Regions from separate parts of the Mus musculus genome. Here region 2 is linked to region 1. Evidence: chromatin contacts called from public HiChIP or PLAC-seq data. All regions are on one chromosome and are shown on one strand. Each heading gives the region's core, a stretch centred on a gene start, on an enhancer-like site or on the middle of the called end of the contact. The rest is flanking DNA. Distances are from core to core; before and after follow the strand shown.

The links. HiChIP or PLAC-seq counts read pairs in DNA pulled down with a chosen protein or histone mark.
Region 2: an H3K4me3 HiChIP or PLAC-seq map of embryonic stem cells shows a contact between it and region 1, with 46 read pairs. The contact joins the promoter of Notch3 here to the enhancer-like site in region 1. A contact is called at or near these places in 3 of 39 promoter capture datasets (the 3T3-L1 cell line, embryonic stem cells and trophoblast stem cells), 1 of 15 datasets of contacts at CTCF or cohesin (the NIH/3T3 cell line), 4 of 484 Hi-C or Micro-C datasets (the N1E-115 cell line, cerebral cortex, embryonic stem cells and 1 more), 6 of 115 datasets of contacts at active chromatin or transcription factors (the SCID.adh cell line, embryonic stem cells and microglia) and 2 of 9 other capture datasets (adipose tissue and pancreatic islet).

The regions. Positions count from the first base shown.
Region 1 is chr17:32,127,767-32,132,574 of GRCm38.p6, forward strand. It overlaps Notch3 (notch 3), which reads right to left. Exons shown (of 33, transcript NM_008716.3): 31 at 4,436-4,583. Gm38585 (a long non-coding RNA gene) reads left to right here. Exons shown (of 2, transcript XR_876750.3): 2 at 1-3,726. Among named protein-coding and RNA genes, the nearest start is that of Gm41568, 9.6 kb to the right of the region's middle. Within about 2 kb of position 2,970, at least 2 of the 459 cell types and tissues checked have an H3K27ac peak or open chromatin away from gene starts, as enhancers often do. A contact at or near this core is called in embryonic stem cells, where this site is marked.
Region 2 is chr17:32,165,004-32,169,811 of GRCm38.p6, forward strand. It overlaps Notch3 (notch 3), which reads right to left and starts at 1,887. Exons shown (of 33, transcript NM_008716.3): 1 at 1,673-1,887. The coding sequence starts at 1,790.

The DNA.
Region 1 (4,808 bases), core at 1,720-4,219:
AGAGCAGTTTGGACGACATCTAAGAGGGGATGATGGACCATGAATGAGCCAAGCCACCCCTCTTCTTGCCACTCTGGACTGAAACAGCTGGACTGACACCTTCAGTGAACTTCTCTGTGTCACAGCTGGGCTGAAGCCTTCGCTGCATCAGTGAACTCTGTGTCACCAGCTCAGATCAGCGTGACACCCTCTAGGAGCAGGTCAACTCCTTGACGGACGCGGTACTCTACAACTCAAAAGGACTAGCTCTGACTGCTGCCCTCCTTGATCAGGGCTGCTACCACGCCAACAAATGCTGCCTGGTTTGAAATGGGGCCTAAAGGCACAGGGACCAGACAAAAGTTCCTCCTGGCTTCCCCCCACTCTGTCTCTTCCCCTGCCTCACGCTTTCTCCCTTCTTTATCTTAATACCTACATTTTTACCGTGTCTTTAAATGTTTTGCTTACTGAACCCACGCAGAATTTCCCATTCGAGCTCTCTCAGTGGCTCTCATCCCACAACAGCTCCATTTGTTCCTGACACATCTGAGAAACAACAACAATTTCTATTCAGCACCTAAACAACAATTGTTTAGGTGCTGAATAGAAAAGGGACCGTGATCTCTTCCACCACAGGCCAGATACAGTTCTTCACATTAACCCTTTATTGACCCCTCTTCCCGTCCTCTGCTGCTTTGTAGCCCTCTGCTGCTTCTGCTAGCTCATTTTTCTAGCAGTCCTGGCAATGGGACCAGTCACTGTCACCCTGGGACCAGCCTCTGCCCACTTTGTCTCACTCTTGTCTCTTCTGCCTAGGCTCCTGCTCCTCCCCCTCCCTCAACCTTCCCAGAAAATCTCTCAGCTCTACTCTATAACCAAATCATCTGCTTGTGGCCTTCTAATAAATATTTTCCCAGCTCTCCTCAGGAATGCGGAATGACAATGGCCTGATCCATCACAGCTAATCAAGACTCTAGCATACAACATGGCCAGAGAGTTTCCCTTTACTGGACCCAGAACTAACCCCTCTGATAAAGACTCTCCTCCGGGGAAAGAAAAGAAAAAGCTATGACATCCTGCCCTGCGTCTTTTTAATATCCTCTCAGAATTGGGACCGAGTTTCCTGCTGAAGGACTACACTTCCCAGCTTTCCTTGTGGACTACAGGAGTCCTCCCTTATAAGAGGCACATCCCATCTTCCCCTGTAGGCATTTTGGCATCCACAATCAAGTCTTTTTCTCTCTACCTTTGGCCCCTCTATTGTTGCCTTTTAAAAGTTAGCTAATATCAACCATGAATGACTGCCCTCCCCCCACCCCCACCCCCAGGTCATTTGCCTGTTACAGTAGTCTTACAGGACTAAGACTACTTAGGAGAGACATCAACTTGCCATAAAAAGCTGGGAGTGTCTGAGTTTGTTGAGGCCCACTTAATGCAAAGCTGCTTCTTAAATAGAATCTGAGTTCTAGTTCCAATCCTTGGTGGAACCCAACATGCTACTTATGACTGTCTCCTTTTAAGAGTTAATTCGGGGAGCTGGGAGATGGTTCAGTGGTTAAGAGTACTGGCTGATCTTCTAGAAGACCCAGGTTCAGTTCCCAGCACCCACATAACAGTTCACAACGGTCTGTAACTCCAGTTCCAGAGGATCTGATGCCCTCTCCTCTTCTGGCCTGTGTGGGCACTGCATGCACGGGGTGCACAGACATACATGCAGGCGAAACACCCTACACATAAAGTAAACATAAATAGACTATTTTTAAAGGTATCCCAATAGAGTCTGTCAATTATCTGTCCAAGAGTCTGCCTTTGTCCCGCCAAAAACTCTGAGTCACCTAAAGACATGCTATTGACAGGGAAGGACTAATTATCCCCTTAATGACATATTGTATTTTCCCTTCCTAGGAGCCTCTCCCTCAAAGCAGCTACTTGCAGGACATCCATCAGGCAGGCAGCACATTGGAGCCACCATTATGCACCCTGCCAGCTTTTCTGAATATTTTTTTCTTTTTCTGTGTATACATGGGGTATGTGTGTGTGTGTGTGTGTGTGTGTGTGTGTGTGTCTGGAATTACAGGTGGCCATCACACCCACTTAGCATTTACATAGGTTTCTGAAGATCCAAACTCAGGTCTTCGCCCTGGCATAGCAAATGCATTGGCCACCGCACCCCTTTTCTTTCTTCTCAATTCCTTTTCTTTCAGATCCTGGCTAAAGCCAGGACATGAGCTCGCACTTGTCCTCGGAAGCTCACCTCTCCCCCAGCTCCCACCAGGCTGCGGCTTTCCAGCCACAGCTCAAAAGACATGAATGCATCTTCTCCATCTCTCTATTCCAGAGAGACTGACAGCTTGCTTGATCTGTTGCTTTGCTATCAAACTCTAGTCTAACTGTGTTTGAGCTTCCTTCTGAGACCATTTCTAAATCCTTTTGTTGTTGAAACAAAGGCCCACCCAGGGAAGAAGCCCACTATACTCAGTAACATTGTAGAGATGGGATGCTCCTGGTGGGATGCTGCCCCACAGGCCGGAGTGCACAGCCCAGACCTTCATCCAACACGCAGACCAAGAATTACCCAACCATAGATGTCAATGCTGATGAAGTTGAGAACCAAGGGTACGTCAAACAAATGTGTGTAAGTGTCTTAGAGTGTCTACAGCTGTGCGGCCTGTGAATACAAGAACCCTTGCTGTGACCCTTGCTCATGACATACCCAAGCCAAGCAGGCCACTACCAGGCAGCTGCCCCCACAGATCACCACATGCAAGTTTATCCCACTGTCTAGCAGGTAGCAGGAGAGTCCGTTTCCTTAACAAAGCATCTAGACAGCACACTAAGAAGCAAGCTCGTGTGCTTGGTCAGTGTGGGCAAAGCATGAGCGTTTACCCCCAGTTGGCGATGAAGTCCCGTTGGGGGGTGGTTTTGTGCACTGTGTATTCAGATGCTGATTTCTGTTCCCAGAGATCTGGTTACAGTCCAGACTTTGGTCTAACTTGGTATTTTGTAAAACAATGTTCTCCATCGTCTCCTGATTGGTTAAATAAAGAGCTGAATAGCCTATAGCTGGGCAGGAAGGCAAAAGGTGGCCTTTCTGTGCCTGGCAGAAAAAGAGGGTCTCAGCCGGGCGTGGTGGTGATCCCGGCCTTTGATCCCAGCACTCAGGAGGCAGAGGCAGGCAGATTTCTGAGTTCAAGGCCAGCCTGGTCTACAGTGTGAGTTCCATGGCCAGCCAGGGCTACACAGAGTAACCCTGTCTGAAAACAAAACAAAACAAAAAAATAAAAACAGACAAAAACTGTACTTAGATGCTACCAGAATGGCTTCAATCATGAAAACAGCCAAAAAAGGGAAAAAGAAAGAAAGAATACAAACACTAGAGAAAGGGATCTTCATGCCCTATTAATGATAAAGTAACTAAGTATGCTAAGTAGTAAGTATAGAGAATGCTATGGAGGGTCCTCAAAAAACTAAATGTAGAACTACCCTAGGGGGCTGGAGAGATGGCTCAGTGGTTAAGAGCAGTAACTGCTCTTCCAAAGGTCCTGAGTTCAAATCCTAGCAACCACATGATGGCTCACAACCATCCGTAATGAGATCTGACGCGCTCTTCTAGAGTGTGTGAAGACAGCTACAGTGTACTTGCATATAATAAATAAATAATTCTTAAAAAAAAAAAAAAAGAACTACCCTAGGTTCAGGTATGGCACTCCTGTGCCCCTGGGTCTATACTTGAGGGCTGAGTCAGCATACAATAAGAGATGTCTGCATGCCCATGCGAACTGTGGCATCCACATTGCTATTCGAAGCCGGTACACTATGGAGTCAGCCTAAGTGCCCACCCACACTGCATACAATGGAGTTGCTCAGCCTAGGTGCCCACCCACACTGCATACAACAGAATGCTACTCAACCAAAACAAAGAAAGAAATTGGGCTGGATGTGATGACGAATGCCTAACTTGGGAAACAGAGGCAGGAGGGTCCAGATTTCAAGGTCGTTGACTACACAGTAAGTTGGAGGCGAGCCTAGCTTGCATGAGACCCTGTCTCAAAAGTCGGGGGAGCCAAATTAAACAATCTTCAAGAAATGAATAGAACTGGAGATCATCACAGTAAGTGAAATAAGTCAGACTCAAAGACAAGCACTTTGGGTTTGATCAACGATTTGGACTCTAGAAGGAAGCCCGGGAGGAAGGGGAGGAAGAGGAGTATCATAATGTGAAAGTGGGGGATGGGGTCTAGGAGATGGGGGAGGGGAAAGGAAGGGAGTGGAAGAAAAAGGGAAGGGAGGGGAGGAGAAGGGAGTCTACATCTTTTCTGAACCAGAACACTCTGTGGGTCCTGTTCCATCCGTTTGGGAGCCCTGGCGTGCACACCTTGCTGTCAACGTAGGTGTGACTTCACATTAAGAGGGCAGTGGCACCACAGCCCCTCCCCATCCCCTCCGCAGCACTTACCAAGCTCATCCACTGCATTGACATCGGCATGGCTGGCGATGAGCTCTTCCACCATGCCCTCCACTGCCAGGCGGGCTGCCAGGATCAGTGCAGTAGAGCCATCTGCCATTCGGGCATCCAGGTCAGTGGAGCGGTTCCTGATGAGAATCTAACGACGACAAAAGCCATGGCAGGACATTATGCCAAGGGAGGAGTATACCACACCCTGAACCCCAAATGCCACAGCTTTGGAACCCAGGAGCTACAGATATCTCCTGACTTAAAATGAGGTGCTATTCCTGCTAAGCACATTATAAATCAAAAAATATGCTCATTCAAAATGGATTTAAGTAACAGTATGATATGGAAGGACAGGGAGATGGCTCAGGGGACA
Region 2 (4,808 bases), core at 637-3,136, 36 kb after region 1:
GGAGAAACCAACCAAAAAAAAAAAAAAAAAAAAAAAAAAAAAAAAAACAGAGACAGTAAAAGGATGAGTTAAGAATGAAGGACCTATTCAATTTTGTGACATCACACTAGAAGCTGTATGGGGGGGGGGGAGAACACAACCATGTGAGCTCTGTGTGTGTGTGTGTGTGTGTGTACATATGCCTGTGAGTTTGTGTGACAGTCTGTGTATTAGGCCACTATATTACTAATAGTGACTAATAGTGCATGTGCTTGGTACCATGCTGGTATCTTCAAACAGCATAGCCTTGTACACCATGTGCACACGAGCTGCATGCACTGTGCATCCATCTATATGAACAGCAGTATTCAAGCATACAGCTGTGTGGCCACTGGTGTGCTTGTCTGGGTCATGGATTGGCAGCTATAAATGTGACCTTGAACATGAATGCCTAGCAGGTCTTGGGTGACCTATGCCTGAATGCACATCAACATGTGAGCAGCAAACACATAGGTGTGTCTTGTGTGTGCCAAGTGTGCATCTATGGCTGTACTAAACCTGTGCACATGCATTTTTTTCCCTTTCTATGTGTGACAGGCCATGAGTCTGCACTGGCCCCGCGGGGGCGGTGGCTCCTGCCCAGTCCTGCCTAGTAGAGCCTAGAGGCTAAGCCACTCTCTATGCAACTCTCACCCGGCCCAGCACTGAGTCCCACCATAGGAGCCCTAGAACCCCTGGCCACAGCCAACTGCCTATGCCCCTCCCCCGCTGATCAGGCCTCCCGGGGCAGGGGTGGGGGCGCCCCCTCAGTCCCCGCTCTGGCCCTTCGTGGGTCCCGCTTTGTCTGGCAAAGAAAGCGTGAGGCCGGCCGGGGGGAGGGGGTGTCTAGACGGCGAAGCCATTGTCCCGAGCGGGGGAGGGGAGCTCAGAGTGGAGGAAGAGGGGAGGGGGGCCCAGGCATGCTGGGGAGGGGCTGCGGCCACAGGGATGGGGGCCCAGAAGCTGGAGATGAGCACGTGGACCTCGCCCCTTCTCCTCCCGGCACAGAGACGGGGTCCCGAGACTACGGGATCCCGGCGGCCTGAAGAGGGATCGGGCGGCACGCGGGGGAGGGGGCGCGGGCTTCGCAAGGGCTCCAGCTCCTGCTTCTCGCGCTCCAGCGCCGGGTCTTGCAGCTCTCCAACATGAGACGTTTTCTCCGAGTTCAGAGCTCCGAGAACTCCGCGCCCCCTCCTTGTCCCCCCCCCCCCTTCACGGCCCGCCCGGGATAGGGGAGGCGCTTTTGTGCAAGGGGTCCTAGGCCTTGGGGGGTCCTTGAGCCCCCATCCTAACCTTCCCAGGACTCCAGGCAGAAGTAGGATGGGGTGAGCCTGAAACTTTTGGTACACCTCGCTTCCGAATTTCAGCCCCAGATTCCCACAACTCCAGCTCCTACTCTTGGACTCTTGATTCATTCAAGGGTCTCGATTCCTTGGGCCTCTAGGATCCTGCCTTCCCATCATGAATCTGTGCGAACCCCATGACTGATACACACCCCCAGCTGCTGCATCTCTGCCCCGGCTTTAATCCTGGGGGGGCAGGTCCTCTAAATTCCAAACTTAGGAGAATATATATATATATATATATACTTTTTTTTTTTTGCTTCCCCGCCCCTGCAACCCCAGTCCCACCCTCCGAGTCCCTGATCCCTCACCTGCAGCCCCCAGCCCCGCTAGCAGCAGCAGCAGGGGCAGCGCCCGCATGGGCGGTGGTGGCGGTGGCAAGGCCATCAGGCGACGACGGCGGCGGCGGCCCCGGGCCCCCAGCCCCATGGCGGCCGGCCACGACCCTCCCTCCTCCCTCCTCCCTCTTTCCCAGGGCTCCGGGCACGTCCCGGGCCAGCCTCCGCGCCGCCAACTTCGCCGAAGTGAGGCTGTCGGGCTGCCCCGCCCCCAGGCCTGGGCGGCTCGCCCCGCCCCGGGGCCGGCTCTGAGCGCCCCCGCCCCCTGCCCGGCCTCCTGGGGTCCGACCCTTCTACCCGCCAAGCCTGGGACTTGCAGACCTCGGTACACTCAGGTCTGCCACAAGAGATGCGGGCTTAACCTGCGTGACGTGACAGGTATCCAGCTCGTGAGCACATCCATCCTTATCCTCCAGCACACAACCAAAGCCAGGGCTCACACACACAGTCATGACACAAACGCAAACACCCCTGACTCCAAACCCTCTAAACCTGGGTGTAGAGAGGCCAATGAACAAAAGTAGCCGCACCCATGCAAACCATATAGAAGTTTCATGGGGACACTAAACATCAATCACCTCAAAACTCAGGCTCCAACTGCGCCACAAACCCGGGCGGGCAGCATTTACAATCTGGCCAGGGGTTTCGTGGATATGAGTCTCATGTACCTGTGTGCAGCTCTCCTACAATGTGAAGATCACAAAGGTCTACCGAAGAGGGAAAGGTGCTTGCTGCCAATCACAGACACCCGAGTTCAATTCCTGGGCCTCCCATGCTAAAATAAAAAAACCAACACATACATTGTCTTCTGACTGCCACATGTACCCCGTGATACACATGCACTCCTACACACACTGTGCTCGAATGCTTGCACGCACGCGCGCGCACACACACACACACACACACACACACACACGCTTATGTGCGCAAGAAATAAGATAAAATACTTTGTAAAAAAAATCCACACCAGCTCCTAGCACATCCCACACTCTACATGGTTTTACCATGAGGCCTATCATTTCGTTGCCATTCACTGAGTTTTACATCCAGGAGACCTGCAAAGGCTCTGAACACTCCCTCTGTGTGAAGTGAGAATGGAAGCTCTAGAGGTGCATTCAGGGGAAATCTCAGGAGTCGGGTGAAGGGTGCCGTTCTTGAACATCTCCATCACTAGGAGACCAAAGGACTGAAACAGAGGACCCATATAATCCTGGAAGGGCATACACAGACACTCCTGTAGTGGGAGGAGAGAACAACTTCCACAAGTTGTCCTCTGATCTCTACATTGTAGAGGGCCCATCTCCCCTCCCTGCCGCGCCCCCCCCCCCAACTGGCTACATAATAAATAAGTGTATTTTTGTTAATTGGGGAAGATGTCATGGTTCACACGGTCTCCAGAGGCAAAGGCAGATAGATCTGTGAATTCAAAGCCAGCCTGGTCTACCTAGCAAATTCCAGGACAGTCACGGATACACTTTTTAAAGATTTATTTGTGTGTGTGTGTTTCTCTGTGTGTGTGTGTGTGTGTGTGTGTGTGTGTGTGTGTGTGTGTGTGTGCACTAGTGTGAGTACCTGCATATGCAGAGACCAGGGAAGGCACTGCACCCCTCAAAGCTGGAGTTATGGTCATTTGTGGAATAGCCAGCTTGTTACATGAGACAACTGGAATCTGAAATCAGATCCTCCTGCTGCTGCTGCTGCTCTCTTAACAACTGAACAGTCTTTCAGGCCCACTTCGTTGTTGTCCTACTTTGGGGGCTTCTCCTTTTCAGGCAGAGTCTCGTGCAACCCAGACTGGCCTTGAACTTACTGAAACCAGAATGACCTAGAAGTCCCAGTCTTCCTGGCTTTGCCTCCCAGTGCTAGGATTAAGGGTATGAGCTTCCATGCCTGATTTTTGTGATGCTGGGGCCAGAACCTGGGGTTTCCAGTGTGTAAGGGAGACACTCTACCATGTAACCACATCTCCAGTCCTCACCCAAGTTTCTACTCAAAGTTTTATGGTTATTCCGAATAACATCCCTTATAGCTTCTTTGTGGACCGAAGACTGGATCCCAGATCTTCACCTCAGCCTTAGTTTGAGGTCAGTTGTTTGAAAGAGTGCCTCTTGGACCTGCAATGACCTGCGAGTTCTACAAGATTAACTTTATGCGTCTTTGGCAGAATCCCCGTATCCTTCCCAGGGCATATTATCAGGGTACCTGCCATCTTTTCCTAGTATCGGTGGTATTAAACTTTCACGGCTTAGGCTGAGTTGGTGACGTTTTCTTCCTCTTATCTCAATATTCTGTTTATTTATTTTGCAGTGCTGTGATGATGCCTAGGGCCTTGAGCATGTTGACCAACTACTCTACCAAATCAGCCACTCCCCTTGTTTTGACACAGGGTCTTTGAATGCAGCTCGGACTCCCCTTGAACTCACAGTGTAGTCCGGACTGACCTTGAGATCTTGAATATACCTCCAACTCCCTAATACTGAGACTGTAGGCATGTGCTGCCAAGCGCAGTGTGGTGGCTTGAATAGGAATAGCTTCCTATTCATGTATTTGAGTGTTTGGTTCATAAGGAGTGGCACCATTAGGAGATGTGGCCTTGTTGGTTTGAGGAAGTGTGTCACTGTGGGGCCATTTTTGAGGTCTCCTATGCTCATGCACTGTGCACCACCACACCTGATTCTTGATTATTTTTAAGTTGAGGTATAATTTATATTATATAAATGTACATATTTGAGATTTTGATGTTTGCAATTCAGTGCCACTTAATATATTCTCAGTTATGACCTCTCTAGCTCCAAGACATTCCATTATCCTGGAAAAGGGATCTTGTTAATATCCCTGCCACCAGCTCCCTGCATTTGTGGCTTTGCTTGCTCTGGACATTTATTTTCTATGATTGTATTTGTTCCTAGGGTTGTGGGGCATGCACAGCATCTGTGCGGGGGTCAGAGGACCACTTGTAGGAGTCAGTTCTTCCCCTCTACCACGTGGGTTTGGAATCAAACTCAAGTCATCAGGCTTGGCTGTGTGCCATCTCTCTCAGCCCTCAGTATAGTATTCCATATAAATAGAATCCTGTGGCTGTCTTCTCTTTTTATGAGGGTGTATGTTG